Linked DNA regions of Anser cygnoides: region 1 is linked to region 2. A link is a contact called in public Hi-C data. All regions are on one chromosome and are shown on one strand. The core of a region is the stretch at or near the end of the contact, and the rest is flanking DNA. Distances in the headings are between cores, read along the strand shown.

Region 1 (2,873 bases), core at 118-2,617, 76 kb after region 2:
GGGCTGGGTTCGCCGAGGTGCTAAGCACGGGGGAGAGGCACATGCAAAAAGGCAGTGATGGGAAAAACTGCTGGGGGCACTTTGGTTTGCAAATATCCTGCCTTGGCTGTGAGCCCTGGTGTGCGCGTGGAGCTGGGTGGGAGGTGCTGGGGTGGGTGCTGGGCCCCGGGTGTGCAGCGATGCTCCTCGGCAGGTGGGTGGGCAAAGGTGTACGGTGACCGCTGCCACCAGCACCACAAACTGGAGCTGTCTGGGGCACGTCCTGCTGGCGCCTCACAGCAATCTCACGGCTGCTTTGGTTCGGCAGCCTTGTCCCCACTGCAACTCTTCACGTTGCCGGTTTTGCTGTTGGATGCTGTTACCCAGCTCAGAACTAACTTAGCCAGCTTGTATCCAAATTTGGGGTCTGCTTCCCATCCACACTGAGGCGAGGGATTTGGTCTGAGGATTTGTAATTATTTTATTTTAATATTTATATTTTATTTTATTCTATTTGCCCTTCCTGAGTTTAGGTGTCAAATCATTCCATGCGATTTCAGGCTCTGAAACCACCTTCCCCCCAAGAAGCCTGTGCACGGAGGTAGCAACATCAAGGTTTCTGCCCAGGCTTATCATCACTGTGATGAGCTCCTGACTTGCTGCAAAGCAAATCCTCTTGTTCTGGGAATGCACGACGACCTCGCCAGGGTCTGCACAAGCCACGAGCCTGGCTCCAGCCCCTGCAGCTTGCTCCTAACTGCAGGGTTAGGGAGTTCCTCGTATGCAAAGCGTATTCCAGCCCAGCTGCCTCGGGTTGTTTTTGCAAATAACGAGAGTTTATTTTAGTTTTCTAGATGTGCAGAGATACCGCTAGAAATAAGCAACGCTGGAGGAAATAGAAGAGCAGTAAGCACATTAATTTATTTATTTTTGTTTTGTTTTAGTTTATTTTTAAATCCATCATTCCTAAAAGAAAGCACTGGCAGTGAGAAAGATGAAAGTTAGTGGTTTTCTTACGGTGTGGGGATTTTTGCTGGTTTTGTTTGTTTGCAAAAATCCCGTTTCTTTGCTCAGCCAGGATCCTTGCAAAGTGACCGGTGAATTTGAGGAACCTGGGCTGAGACTTGCTTTTGTTTCTGGAAGCGCAGAACTCGGTGCCTTTCGAAAATGAGGCTCTCCGTGAGGCCTCTGATGCTCGGGCTCCGAAACCGCGTCCCTGGCCCTCCCGCTGCCTTCCTGCTCGGGCTGATCCACGGCAACGCGGTCGTACCACGGGGCACGGGGCTGGTAAATGATCAGCTGGCTTGTTTGGTTTAGCTCGTGGCAGAAAACGGAGGAGAGCTGGAATGTCAGGAATGCAGAGAGCGTCCCTCACCCTGCCCGGGGAAACCACCAGGAATTTCCCAGCCCCGTGCAGGTCAGCTGCTGGAAGCAGCCTGTGGCTGCGGGTACCTCTGCCTGCACTTTGTACCTCCAGAGCTCCGTCCCTGGCATCTTGTTGTCAGTTTAGACGTAGTTTTTATGGTGACTTGCGCGCACTGAGTGCAGCTTTTCTTGAGGAAGTTCCGCCGAGAACTGGATGAAGAAGTAATAATAATAATAACCTGCATGAGACCTTATTTAAGCCCACAGCCGGCCTCCTCCCAGAAGACAAACTCGCCCATACAAGTGTGTTTTTCCCAAGCAGAGTGTAGAAATGACTCTGCAAAACCTCCCCGCTGCCGGCATCGGGCACGGGGCTTTCCCCTGGGCTGCGGGATGGGGCACGGCACTGGGCTGTGCCGCGGGCTTGGTCGCTGGAGCCCTCTCCAGCACGGTCCAAGGGAGCTGTAAATTTGGAAATTGCTGCTCACGGCTCCTGGTGTGCTCCTGTAGCACTTTCAGGATGCTGCAGCCTCAAAACTGGCTTCGTAGGTTTGGGCAGTGGGGATACCCAAAGGCCTGAACGTGTGAAGTAATTGGCATAAATCATCGGGGAGCTGATAAGGAGTCTGGGGGCGTGCTGTCTGCCTCGGGAAACAAAGCTTCTGCGTTCCCAGTCTGCCTTAAAGGAAAGGGGAGGTATAAATAACCGGCGAACTGTAATTCCACTCGGTGTCATGTCTGCATTAGCTGCATTAGTATGTCCTAGAACCGCAGGAGCAACTAAGCCTCAGATGAGATCAGGGACCCCTTGTGCCAACCGCCGCTTGGCTGCGTAACGAAGCGGTTCCTGCCCTGCCTAATAGAAAATGATAGCCGGGAGTGGCGGGACGTATTACTGCGCTTCTCAGCACATAAGAACCTGCTTTATGGGGAAAATGACACAGTTTAGCAAACACTTAAGGATTTACTTACTTTTAAGAATGCTGTTTAATCCTGTTGAAATTGAAAGGATTACTTGTTCTTAAATGCACGCTTCGTGCTTCCCTGGCTGGGGCTGGCGCAGGAGCTGGGGTTGTGCGGGGCTTTCTTCGCCCCCAGCTCCTCCTTAGCAAAAAAATAAATAAATTCCTCCTTGGAAAAACCCTGCCTGGTGCCGGACAGTCACTGCTCGCTCTTGTTTCTGGAGGTGTAGGGCTTCTTTGTACCTGATCCTTCTTAAAAAGTGGGTCGCTTCGCTGCGTACCCGAGCGTGGATTTGGAGCCTGATCACAGGCAGGCTCATCCGGATCAGGTCCCGGGCTTTGATGTGCCGGGATGCTCAGAGACATGGGGGTTTCGTGAAAGAACAAAGCAAAAAGCCCTGGCGTGGAGAACAGCGTGCTTCTTTTAGATTTCCCTGGAAGTCAAACCCTCCTCGTAGCTGTCTGACTCATAAACTGATCTCTGTGCTGCGTGAGCCTAATAACAGAGGGCAGAAGAGACTCACCCGCTCAGGAGGGGACGTCCCTGGGGCCGCACGGTGCCCCCGG
Region 2 (2,876 bases), core at 363-2,862:
TCAGGACGTTTGCATGATCTGCAGCGCGCAGCCCACAAGAGTGCGTGCTGGCTGCACGCTCTTCGCCGAGCCTTGCCTTCCACTTGGTTCCCCGACTATCAAAAATCCCTGCTATCAGCTGTTTTTACTGCTGCAGAGGTGGGTGAGCAGCGTCCTTGCTTCAACACCTCCCACGCAGCTGCTGGCTTTGCAGCTGCAGCGATCGGTCGTAAGTGTCCAGGGGCCAAGTAGGGGTTTTACTATGCAGTAAAAAAAGCCAGGCCACAGCAAGCAGCTTTAATTATCCGCATATAATAAACTCCTCTGTAGCCCTCTACCTACAGACCTGATCTCACAGGGCAGACCAGCATCCAGTGAACCAAAATTATCCCTGGCAGGGCTCCACGCCTTTCAATGGCCTCGTGATTCCTGCCCGGTGGGTGCTGCTGGAGCCCTAGCGGGAGGCCAGGCAGAGAGGCTGAACGGTGAACTTCAGGAATGAGAAAGTTATGGTGAGAAATCTCCTCCGCAGGGTACGGGGAACTGCAGGCTGAGATCAGCATGCTCCCGAGTATACCCGGGGCAGGGCGTAGCTCTGATTGCGAGGCCGGGGCATATGCATGCTGCTCCTGGTCCGATTATACGCGCACTCATCCTGCCCTGCCAGAGGCGTACCAGGCACCGCACACAGCCAGACCAGGGGCAGACCGAGCGCCAGCACGTCAGGCTAAAAGAAGCACTTCCCGTGATATTAAAAAAAATAAATAAATAAAAAAGCTTCGCCAAACTGTCCTTGGAATATCAAACAATTGTTTTTCATTCTTCAGAGGGAATCTTCCTTCCCATGCTGGAAGTGAAGGGTCATGCCAGCAGAGTTGCTCTTTCTTCTTTATCTCCGCTTGGCTACATTTGGAAGAGATTAGCGTTGCATTTGTTTGACATCCAGGTTAATAGCTTCCCTTCGTCCCAGCCTCGGCTTCCGGTTTTGGCTATCTGGAAAGCCAGGACGAAAATTAATCGACAAACTCTTGGGAGAGGATCTCCGAAGAAAACTCAGACCAGATTTGAAAAGGGGCTGCTCTGAAGTGCGCTGATTTGGATGGGAGCCACCGAGTGAAAATTAGAGATTTTCAGGAGTTTGCTGCCAAGGAGTTAATGGCCGAGCGTTGAGGTTTGCAATAAATACGCTGGTAATTAATTATAGGAGTTGTCTTCGTGTTTGAAAGTCAAGGAACGCGACCGCTTGTTTGGGTTAAACATCTCCCCTGCAGTATTTGCAGCCCAAACACGAGCCGGGGAGGGGGAGCGCGCGGCCAGACAAAGCAGCGGCTGCTCGGGGGGTGCTGGGGGGGGGTCTTGGGGACCCCAAATGCGAACGGGGGCCGGGGGGAGCGGAGCAGCGGGGCGGCTGGGGGGGGGGGGGGCCGCTGCAGGACGGGGAGCGGGGAGCTCCGGGAGGAGGGAGCGGGGAGGGGGGGTGCAAAAAGGGAAAATAAAAAAAAAAAAAAAAAAAGGAAAGGAGGCGTGCAGCGCTCCCGCAGACAAAGGGGCGGCGGGGGCGGGCCGGGAGCTCCTCCCGGCGGGGCGGGGGCTTCGGCCCGGGGGGGGGGGGGGGGGGCAGCAAATTCCCACCCGCGGCGGCAGCGGGGGCGGCCCCAGCGGCAGCGCAGGTGGGGCCGGGGCAGGAGCGGCAGCAAAAGCAGGAGCAGCACCGGGAGCGGGAGCAGCAGCTTCAGGAGGAGCAGGAGCAAAAGCAGCAGCAGGACCAAGTTTCCCCGGGCCGGGGGGGGGACACACGAAGTTGCGCGGGGGCGGCCCCTTTGTTCCCGGGCCGATGCGGCGCGCCTAGCCCCGGCGGTGGGGCCGCAGCGGGGGCAGGGGCAGCCCTCCGCCGGAAAACTCGGCGCCGTCCCCCGCCTCCCCTTCCTCCTCCTCCTCCTCCTCCTCCCCGCCGATGCTTCCCCGGGCGGCGGGCGGCGATGGAGCGGGGCGGTAGCGCGGCGGCGCGGTGCGGAGCAGCCCCTCGGGCAGCCGCCCGCTGCCCCTGAGCAGGGAGGAGGAGGAGGAGGAGGAGGAGGAGGAGGAGGAGGAAGGCCGCGGCCATGGAGGAGTGGCGGCAGTGCGGCCGCTGGCTCATCGACTGCAAAGTTTTGCCCCCCAACCACCGGGTGGTCTGGCCCTCGGCGGTGGTCTTCGACCTGGCGCAGGCGCTGCGGGACGGGGTGCTGCTGTGCCAGCTGCTGCACAACCTCTCCCCCGGCTCCATCGACCTCAAGGACATCAACTTCAGGCCCCAGATGTCCCAGGTATTATTATTATTTTTCTTTATTTTTATTTTTTTTGGGGGGGGGGGTGGCGGTGGCGGCGTGCGCGTAGGGCTCTTTGTGTTCTTGCAAAACTTCGTGGTACGAGTGAGTGCGGGAGTGGGTAGGTGGGTGTGGGGGGGAGAGCTTTTTTTCCAGCCCCCCCCCCCGGCTGCCCTTCGCCCCCTACCCCTGTGTTTTAGCTCCCAGCCCCGTATCCCCCCCCCCCCACCCCGAGGCTCAGCCCCAGCACCGGGGCTCAGCGCTGGGAAGCCATCAGTGGCTGTACAGAGGGGGCTGGGGGGGCAGAAACCGCCCCGGGGAAGAAGGCAGCGTCCCCCCCACCCCCCCCCCTTCCCTGTGATGTATAAGTAATTTATAACACCCCCACGTTTATAGCCCTCTCGAAACAAAAGCAGCCAGCACGGCCGAGATGAGGCCGGCGCGGTTACTGCCAAGCTTTTCTCGAGGCTTAAGTTTGGCTTTGATGCGCTGCAGGAGCGGTGCTCTGAGCGCTGTCCTGGCAGGGTGCTGGCCCGAAGGGCAAAAGTTTGCCCAGGGAGATGAAAAACAAGAGGAAAACGCTCCCCAGGT

The links. A called contact is a pair of places that touch in the nucleus more often than the background predicts.
Region 1: a Hi-C map of liver shows a contact between it and region 2, with 15 times the contacts expected there. The contact joins the enhancer-like site here to the promoter of VAV2 in region 2. A contact is called at or near these places in 4 of 7 Hi-C or Micro-C datasets (fetal liver and liver).

The regions. Positions count from the first base shown.
Region 1 is chr20:4,243,149-4,246,021 of Taihu_goose_T2T_genome, forward strand. The region is part of intron 2 of VAV2 (vav guanine nucleotide exchange factor 2); the gene reads left to right. Among named protein-coding and RNA genes, the nearest start is that of SARDH, 54 kb to the right of the region's middle. Within about 2 kb of position 1,368, at least 3 of the 3 cell types and tissues checked have open chromatin away from gene starts, as enhancers often do. A contact at or near this core is called in fetal liver and liver, where this site is marked.
Region 2 is chr20:4,166,982-4,169,857 of Taihu_goose_T2T_genome, forward strand. It overlaps VAV2 (vav guanine nucleotide exchange factor 2), which reads left to right and starts at 1,613. Exons shown (of 27, transcript XM_066981004.1): 1 at 1,613-2,285. The coding sequence starts at 2,082.